Linked DNA regions of Ovis aries: region 2 is linked to region 1. The links are chromatin contacts, called in public Hi-C maps. All regions are on one chromosome and are shown on one strand. Each heading gives the region's core, a stretch centred on a gene start, on an enhancer-like site or on the middle of the called end of the contact. The rest is flanking DNA. Distances are from core to core; before and after follow the strand shown. Region 1 has its middle 13 kb from the start of CCDC80. Region 2 overlaps LOC101114747 (cell surface glycoprotein CD200 receptor 1).

Region 1 (4,604 bases), core at 607-3,106:
CCACCTCTGCCTCTGACCTCTGCTCCACTGACCCTGTCTTGGCCTCTTGACCAACCTCTAGTGTTTTGGGGTCCAGTACATCAGTCTGAGTGCCTACTAGAGTTAATTTCTCCTCCCACAATCCTCACAGATATGTTGACCTAAACAAAGAGGTAAACTGAGTCAAACTCAAAAAATGAGTTTACTTGGAAATAGCAAAGTAATTGCAATTGGGATATGCAAGTTGCAACAAGCTACAGGTGAGTCAAGTGAGGCTGTATTATAGGCAGCGGATGTTGAGGGGAGAGTTCAGTTAGAGTCAGTTAAAATAAAAAACAAGTGAAAGGACTTCCCTGGCATTGCAGTGGGTAAGAATCCACGTGCCAGTGCAGAGGCACTGGTTTGATGTCTGGTGCAGGAAGATTCCACATGCCGCAGGGCAAATAAGCCCATGCGCTATGACTACTGAAGCCCGCAAGCTCTAGGGCCTATGAGCCACAATCACTGAACTCCTGGGCTGCAATTACTGAAGCTCTCAAGTCTAGAACCTGTGCTCCACGAGAGAAGCCTCGGCAATGAGAAGCCCATGTACTGCAATGAAGAGTAGCTCACCACAACGAGAGAAAGCCCTAGCATAGCGACGAAGACCCAGCGCAACCAAAAATAAATAAATAAATAAATAAATTGAAAAACAAATGAAGATCAGCCTTGAAAACTTTCTGAGCAGACAAAATCAGTCTAGCCACACAAAGTTCAATCCAACCCACTTTGTGAGATCCAACATGACCTGACTCCTCTCTCATTTGTGCTTTTGACAAAACTTCCTAAGGTTATGAGACAACCTCTGACCAACCCCCATCATATCAGAAAATTCTGACACCATCAGTTTTCTGTAAATCAGGCATTTATTGTAATTAGACTCTTAGTCCTTATGTTTTGTCTTCCTTGAGGGCATCTGTGAGATTTTCTTTATATTTTCCAGTACTAGTTTAGATTAAATTCTTCTACAGGTATTACCTAGGGTTCTTAAAGTAAATATATCTCTACTCCAGAGTTCCATCTTAACAGTAAATTATTAAGATAGACTGTTTTGGCCAGTCAAAATTTCTAGTTTACTGGAAGCCAATTTGGTTCCTCCCTAGTCACAGAGAAATGCCCCGGAGAGAGTTAGGAAGGTCAGAAATCCTGGCACAGAGGTGGATGTTTAGGTCTTCTCCTAATTGAGCTAGGAAGGCTTTGGAGGAAGATTCAGATAAGATAGAGCTTCAAATGTAGGCAAGAGCCCAAAGATCAATCCAAACAGCATTTCTTGACCTTTCTGGTATTTCCCTTTCTCTTTACAGAACTCATGATCTCACATGATGACCACAAATACATTGGCATTTGGGCCAAGGCAGCACAGTGCAACTTTGGAAGAAAGACCCTAAGGTAGCATTCTCCTTGATGGCAATTTTTCACTTATTTGCTCATCACTGCAAGAAAGGACTTAACCTCTGGCTGCCTCCCTTTACAGTATTACATAATCCATTCTTCACTGAGGGCCCAACCCTAGTTGCTGGTTGCTTAATCGGATGAAGAGAATTTTAAATACTGGACTTTAAATTTTTAAAAGGCTTATCTGTGTGGCTTAGTGTCATTTCCCTCTATGTTGGTAAATTAATTCCAAATGTGTTTATTTAACATGATGACTTTTACATGAAGTAATAGGATAAAGTCTTCAGCCACCTATCTTGCTCCTACTTAGTTCTCCTTGTTTTAGGAATAGGAAACCCAGTCCCCTGTTTCCCCTGGCTCTAAACAAACCCAGAGCAATCCCTGAAAGCTCCTCTGTGGGACATACCAAGACAGTGTCTCACACTCTGTGGAGTTCATCATGGAAACAAGACGTAGATTAGAAATATGTAGACCCTTCTCTGTGTCTGTCTTCCAGACACCCTGTGAGGGCTAGCAAAAGTGTTCTTATTCTCCAAATATTCACTGGCAATGAATTTGTGTAATAAAATTATGTTTGGGGTTTGTAGTTGGTTCTTTTAAATGAACATCTGTTATTCTCTTTCAGTTGAAAGTTTCTGAACACTGGGCGGGGCAACTTGGCTTCCTCCACCACCTCTGCAGAGTGACAAATGGAACCTGTCGGCTGTCAGCTGTTTGTTGATTGGCTGACCAGTCATCATTGTCTCCCACAGCTGTTTCGCCTCTGAGAGGTTGGAGTGTGGGGAGGAAGGAAGTCAGGGTCAGCTTGTTCTGTGCCTGTAGCCCATGGGAGTTCCAGGAGTAGGAATATTTCATTAAACTGCTCTGATCAGCCATTATTGGATGATGTGTGGGTAAAGCAGGCAGAGGATTTGTACTTTTTGGAATGGTGGGTCATAGCAGTTTTGTTTTCAGAGCAATTGTTTTTACCTCTTGGTGTCTCTCTTCCCTTTGTCTATGGTACAGATTTTAGATAATGTGACCTGTGCAAGGCAAATGAGAGATGTAATTACCGAGTGCTTTATTTTCACCAAACACATATGTGTTTTGGATCTACCTCATGAGTTCCATAGTATTCAGAAAAGGAAGCTTATTTTCTTTATGCTTCAGTACCAGCAAATATTGGGTTGGCTCAAAAGTTCATTCGGGTTTTTCCATTATATCTTATGGAAACCTGAATGAATTTATTGGCCATTGGCCAACCCTGTTCAAAAATACTTCAAGTTCCCCAGACCACTCCAACTGTGTTAGCTTCAGGACTCTGGCTTTCAAGAGGACCAACATCAGTTCAGTTCAGACCAGTTCAGTCCCTCAGTCATGTCCAACTCTTTGTGACCCCATGAATTGCAGCACGCCAGGCCTCCCTGTCCATCACTAACTCCCAGAGTTCACTCAGACTCACGTCCATCGAGTCTGTGATGCCATCCAGCCATCTCATCCTCTGTCATTCCCTTCTCCTCCTGCCCTCAATCCTTCCCAGCATCAGAGTCTTTTCCAATGAGTCAACTCTTCTCATGAGGTGGCCAAAGTACTGGAGTTTCAGGTTTAGCATCATTCCTTCCAAAGAAATCCCAGGGCTGATCTTCAGAATGGACTGGTTGGCTCTCCTTGCAGTCCAAGGGACTCTCAAGAGTCTTCTCCAACACCACAGTTCAAAAGCATCAATTCTTCGGCGCTCAGCCTTCTTCACAGTCCAACTCTCAATCCATACATGACCACTGGAAAAAACATAGCCTTGACTAGATGGACCTCAGTTGGCAAAGTAATGTCTCTGCTTTTGAATATGCTATCTAGGTTGGTCATAACTTTTCTTCCAAGGAGTAAGCATCTTTTAATTTCATGGCTGCAGTCACCATCTGCAGTGATTTAGGAGCCCAAAAAATAAGACCTCAAAAGCTGTTTCCCCAAAGCCTTAAGTAAAATCATAGCAGCAGTGGTTAACATCCATTTGATACACTGTTGGTGTTTCTCTTCCCTATGTCTATAGTACAGATTTTAGGTAATGTGGCCTGTGCTAAGTCAAATGAGAGATGTTATTAGAAAGAGTGTTTTATTTGTATACATTTGATATACTGTTGTAGGATGATTACTCTTCCAACTCACAGCTCCAGTCATTTTACTGTCTTACTCAAACTCCGTTAATGGCTTGCAGCTGTCAACAATACAAGTCATATTCTTTCACCTTGCATTTAGAGTCTGCTAGGATCTGATCTCAGAGAAGGCAATGGCACCCCACTCCAGTACTTTTGCCTGGAAAATCCCATGGACAGAGGAGCCTGGTAGGCTGCAGTTCATGGAGTCACTAGAGTCGGGCACGACTGTGTGACTTCACTTTCACTTTTCACTTTCATGCATTGGAGAAGGAAATGGCAACCCACTCCAGTGTTCTTGCCTGGAGAATCCCAGGGTCGGGGGAGCCTGGCGGGCTGCCATCTCTGGGGTCGCACAGAGTCGGACACGACTGAAGCAACTTAGCAGCAGCAGGATCTGATCTGGGAGAAGGCAATGACACCCCACTCCAGTACTCTTGCCTGGGAAATCCCATGGATGGAGGAGCCTGGTGGGCTACAGTCCATGGGGTCAGTAAGAGTTGGGCACGACTGAGCAACTTCACTTTCACTTTTCACTTTCATGCATTGGAGAAGGAAATGGCAACCCACTCCAGTGTTCTTGCCTGGAGAATCCCAGGGACGGGGAAGCCTGGCGGGCTGCCATCTACAGGGTCTCACAGAGTCGGATGCGACTGAAGCGACTTAGCTTAGCTTAGCTTATACTGTTCCCTGTAGCGCCTTCTTCAATCTGTCAAAATGAGCTACATACTGTTTCTTCATTGCCCCTTGATGATCTCCTTCTATACTTTGCTTATTCTTTTGGCTGATCTCCTCAAGTCCGTGCGGCCCCTGTCAAATCCAAATACACCTGCTGCACAGTCTTCCCAGCTGAGTCCACTTCTGCCTCTTCCAAATATCCAGTGACTCACCCTTCCCTCTCTCAAAGCACCTTGAGTACTTTATGTCTGGACAGCTGGCTCACAGTGCCCAGTTGTCCTACCTCCTTCCATAGGAGCAGGAAGAGCCTGCATCCAGCTATTTTTTCTACTTTCCCTACTGCTGCTGCTGCTAAGTCGCTTCAGCCGTGTCCGACTCTGTGCG
Region 2 (4,604 bases), core at 1,177-3,676, 130 kb after region 1:
GATTAGACAGACCTTTGTTGGCAAAGTAATGTCTCTGCTTTTTAATATGCTATCTAGATTGGTCATAACTTTCCTTCCAGGGAGCAAGAAGTCTTTTAATTTCATGGCTGCAGTCACCATCTGCAGTGATTTTGGAGCCCCCCAAAATAAAGTCTGACACTCTTTCCACCGTTGCCCCATGTATTTCCCATGAAGTGATGGGACCAGATGCCATGATCTTAGTCTTCTGAATGTTGAGCTTTAAGCCAACTTTTTCACTCTCCTCTTTCACTTTCATCAAGAGGCTCTTTAGTTCTTCTTCACTTTCTGCCATAAGGGTGGTATCATCTGCATATCTGAGGTTATTGATATTTCTCCTGGCAATCTTGATTCCAGCTTGTGCTTCCTCCAGCCCAGCGTCTCTCATGATGTACTCTGCATGTAAGTTAAATAAGCAGGGTGACAATATACAGCCTTGACGTACTCCTTTTCCTATTTGGAACCAGTCTGTTGTCCATGTCCAGTTCTAACTGTTGCTTCCTGACCTGCATACAGGATTCTCAAGAGGCAGGTCAGGTGGTCTGGTATTCCTATCTCTTGAAGAATTTTCCACAGTTTATTGTGATCCACAAAGTCAAAGGCTTTGGCATAGTCAATAAAACAGAAATAGACCTTTTTTTTTTTAATTCTCTTGCTTTTTCAATGATCCAGCAGATGTTGGCAATTTGATCTCTGGTTCCTCTGACTTTTCTAATACCAGCTTGAACATCTGGAAGTTCACGGTTCATGTATTGCTGAAGCCTGGCTTGGACAATTTCGAGCATTACTTTACTAGCGTGTAAGATGAGTGCAATTGTGTGGTAGTTTGAGCATTCTTTGGCATTGCCTTTCTTTGGGATTGAAATGAAAACTGACCTTTTCCAGTCCTGTGGCCACTGCTGAGTTTTCCAAATTTGCTTGAATATTGAGTGCAGCACTTTCACAGCATCGTCTTTCAGGATTTGAAATAGCTCAACTGGAATTCCATCACCTCTGCTAGCTTTGTTCATAGTGGTGCTTCCTAAGTCCCACTTGACTTCACATTCCAGGATGTCCGGCTCTAGGTGAGTGATCACACCATTGTGATTATCTGGGTCATGAAGACCTTTTTTGTAAGTTCTTCTGTGCATTCCTGCCACTTCTTCTTAATATCTTGGGCTTCTGTTAGGTCCATACCATTTTGGTCCTTTATTGAGCCATTTTTGCATGAAATGTTCCCTTGGTATCTTTAATTTTCTTGAAGAGATCTCTAGCCTTTCCCATTCTGTTGTTTTCCTCTATTTCTTTGCATTGATCACTGAGGAAGGCTTTCTTATCTCTCCATGCTTTTCTTTGGAACTCTGCATTCAAATGGGTATATCTTTCCTTTTCTCCTTTGCCTTTCGCCTCTGTTCTTTTCACAGCTATTTGTAAGGCCTCCTCAGACAGCCATTTTGCTTTTTTGCATTTCTTTTTCTTGGGGATGGTCTTGCTCCCTGTCTCCTGTACAATGTCATGAACTTCCATCTATAGTTCATCAGGCACTCTGTCTATCAGATCTAGCCCCTTAAACCTATTTCTCACTTCCACTGTAGAGTCATAAGGGATTTGATTTAGGTCATATAAGATAGTTAGTGGCCTTATTACCTGTCAGAGCCCTAGTTTCTGTTTCATGCAGCAGCTGAGAGCCTCCTAATGTGTCCAGTGATTTTCCTTAACTACAAGCCACACCTTCAGTCAGAACTGAGTATTCCTTCCTTTGATTGCTGTAGCGCTGTGTATATACCTGTATTAGTACATCAATTCTGGGTTTTAATGATCCACTCCTATGTCTGTCTTCTTTACTGTGAAATCTTCAAGGATCTTATTTTACTTAATATTTGATTCACATTTTACTTATTTATTTTTAGAATTTAGTGTTATGGCTGACACATATCAAGTAATTAATGAATATTTGATGAATGGAGGAACAAATTTACTCAGAATATGGCAAGTGAGTGCACATAGGCAGCCTTGGATGTAATCAATTTAAATAACGCCTTGAGATCCTAGCCCTTTACACCCTGCTTCTAGAACTGACTACTTTTTCTATCACCTGTTCATCCAGCCATCCAATCCACAGAAATGCCAGGCACCATGCCAACCTCTAGGAGTTCAGAGAGATACACTGTCCTGTACTGGCATAGATTCCATTCTGCCCTCCACAATGTCAATTGGGAGCCCTCTGCCCCTTTGATACCATTTCAGATATAAATGCTGTCTGGGGATATGTGGGAAGATGGCAATGGATAGAAATAGTGCTCTCAGTGTAAACATATAGGCTAGCACTGACAAGAAAATGCTCAGTGATCTGTTCAGGAAGACAGGTGAACACATATCAAAGAGAGAACAGCAGAGGGTGCTGCTTCCCATCTGAGCACTGTGGGACATCTGTGGACTCTTGCTGGGCACACTGGGACATCTGTGGGACTCTTCCTGGGCACACGCCGTGGGACATCTATGGGACTCTCCCTCGGCGAATGCTGTGGGACATCTGTGGACTCTCCCTGGGCGCATGCTGTGGGACATCTGTGGGACTCCCACTGGGCACACACTGTGGGACTCTCCCTGGGCACATGCCATGGGACATCTGTGGGACTCTCCCTGGGCGCACGCTGTGGGACATCTGTGGGACTCCCACTGGACACACACTGTGGGACTCTCCCTGGGCGCATGCCGTGGGACATCTGTGGGACTCTCACTGGGCACATGCTGTGGGACATCTGTGGACTCTCCCTGGGCACACACGGTGGGACATCTGTGGGACTCTTACTGGGCACATGCTGTGGGACATCTGTGGACTCTCCTTGGGCTCACAGTGTGGGACATCTGTGGGAGTCTCCCTGGGCACACACTGGGACTCCCACTGGGCACATGCCGTGGGACATCTGTGGGACTCTCACTGGGCACACATGGTGGGACATCTGTGGGACTCTCACTGAGCACACACCATGGGACATCTGTGGAATCTCACTGAGCACAATTGCTGAGTTGCCTTTCTGGCCTTTTATGGCTATTTAGTAATGGAGAAAGTCTGCAGTTTCCTAAGAAGAAAACACTCTCTACAAATCTAAGGATTTCTGAATATTTCTAATTGATTCCCTGTTTCTTTCTTCTCATTCAGAAAATTACAAGCTATAAGCCACTGGGAAGAAGGCAGGAAAATGTCACACTCTACATCTAGCCGGAACCTTCAAAGATTATAGAGTTCTTCTCCTTATTATTAGGACATAATATATCTTAAGTGTTCAGAGTTCAAGTAATAACTATTGGTAGACTGTGAACTTCTAATCATCTTTGCAGTTCCCAGTAGTGCCTAAGAGTTCCAATCTTCTGGAAAAATCTTTTCCTTTAATGTGCAAATAAAATAACTCAAGCTGTAGCCAGTGTAGTTTGAGGAAGTACAATACCCTCCCCTGCGTTTTGAAAATGCCTAATCAGGCATTGCCTTCCTCTGTGGCTTCTTGTCATCTCTCTCCCACCTAATTTGTAGTCATCCTTGGTCTTATCACAAGGCCTGCCAGCTGCTGCCCTCTTTGTTCTGTTTCCCCCAGAATGTGGGCAGAGTTCCCTCTTCCTTCATTTCTAAAGCACCAATAATCATGAAGTCTATAATAGATTTTAACTAAATATTAACAGAGAAGCATCTTTAATTCTAAAATTCTTTAGCTATCCCTTCAGAAAGAATTTATGACCAGCCAATTCTCTTTTTTGTAAGTAAAGTATTTGTTGCTCAGTCGTGTCTGACTCTTTGTGACCCCAGGGACTGTAGACTGCCAGGCTCCTCTGTCCATAGAATTCTCCATTCAAGGATACTGGAGTGGGTTGTTGTTCTCTCCTCCTGGGGATCTTTCCAACCCAGGTATTGAACCCGGGTCTTCTGCATGGCAAGCAGATTCTTTACCATCGAGCCACTAGGGAAGCCCCTTTTGTAGCTAAGGCCTATTCTATTTCTTCTCTTACCTGATTCCTCACGAGATTCATAAATTCCTATTTCTGGATCCCAGAAAAAAAACACTTTCAAATTATGCTGATCATTTTAGTTCCCTTTGTTTTCATAATTCCAATGCAAGCTACAGCCTGAGCCCTACTTTCCCTGTCTGAACTATTGGTGTATTTCCCTAAACAGGGAAATTTTCCTCTCATGTCTCTTTTTTTTTGCATACAGATTGTGAAAAAGACTAAAGTAAGACTTAAAAGAGCAATTTTTAAAATCTCTATATCACACTTGTTTCTCAGTTTAGATGTACTGTACCTGGCATGTGAGGTCCTTGGCACGTGGTGAAACTCAATCTTTAACAACAGTAATATTCACTCTTTGAAGATAGCAATTAAACTCATGAATATTTCATGTGTTGTTTTCCTTTTTCGTCCTGTGATCCTTTTAAGAACTCCCATAAATTCTCTGGAGAGGGAAATGGCAACCCACTCTAGTATTCTTGCCTGGAAAATCCCATGGATAGAGGAGCCTAGTGGGCTACAGACCATGGGGTCAGACACAACTTTGTGACTAAACCACCACCACCATAAATTCTCTCTTGAACCCTAACTCTAAATCCAAACAAAAC

What was found. Hi-C and Micro-C count contacts between places; a contact is called where the count stands out from the background.
Region 2: a contact with region 1 is called in a Hi-C map of liver, with 4 times the contacts expected there. The contact joins two enhancer-like sites. A contact is called at or near these places in 11 of 16 Hi-C or Micro-C datasets (blood, hypothalamus, liver and 6 more).

Annotation. Positions count from the first base shown.
Region 1 is chr1:178,354,140-178,358,743 of ARS-UI_Ramb_v3.0, forward strand. No RefSeq gene overlaps it. Among named protein-coding and RNA genes, the nearest start is that of CCDC80, 13 kb to the left of the region's middle. Within about 2 kb of position 1,857, at least 15 of the 54 cell types and tissues checked have an H3K27ac peak or open chromatin away from gene starts, as enhancers often do.
Region 2 is chr1:178,486,080-178,490,683 of ARS-UI_Ramb_v3.0, forward strand. LOC101114747 (cell surface glycoprotein CD200 receptor 1) reads right to left here. Exons shown (of 5, transcript XM_042231364.2): 5 at 1,465-4,604. Among named protein-coding and RNA genes, the nearest start is that of TRNAY-GUA, 7.1 kb to the left of the region's middle. Within about 2 kb of position 2,427, at least 17 of the 54 cell types and tissues checked have an H3K27ac peak or open chromatin away from gene starts, as enhancers often do.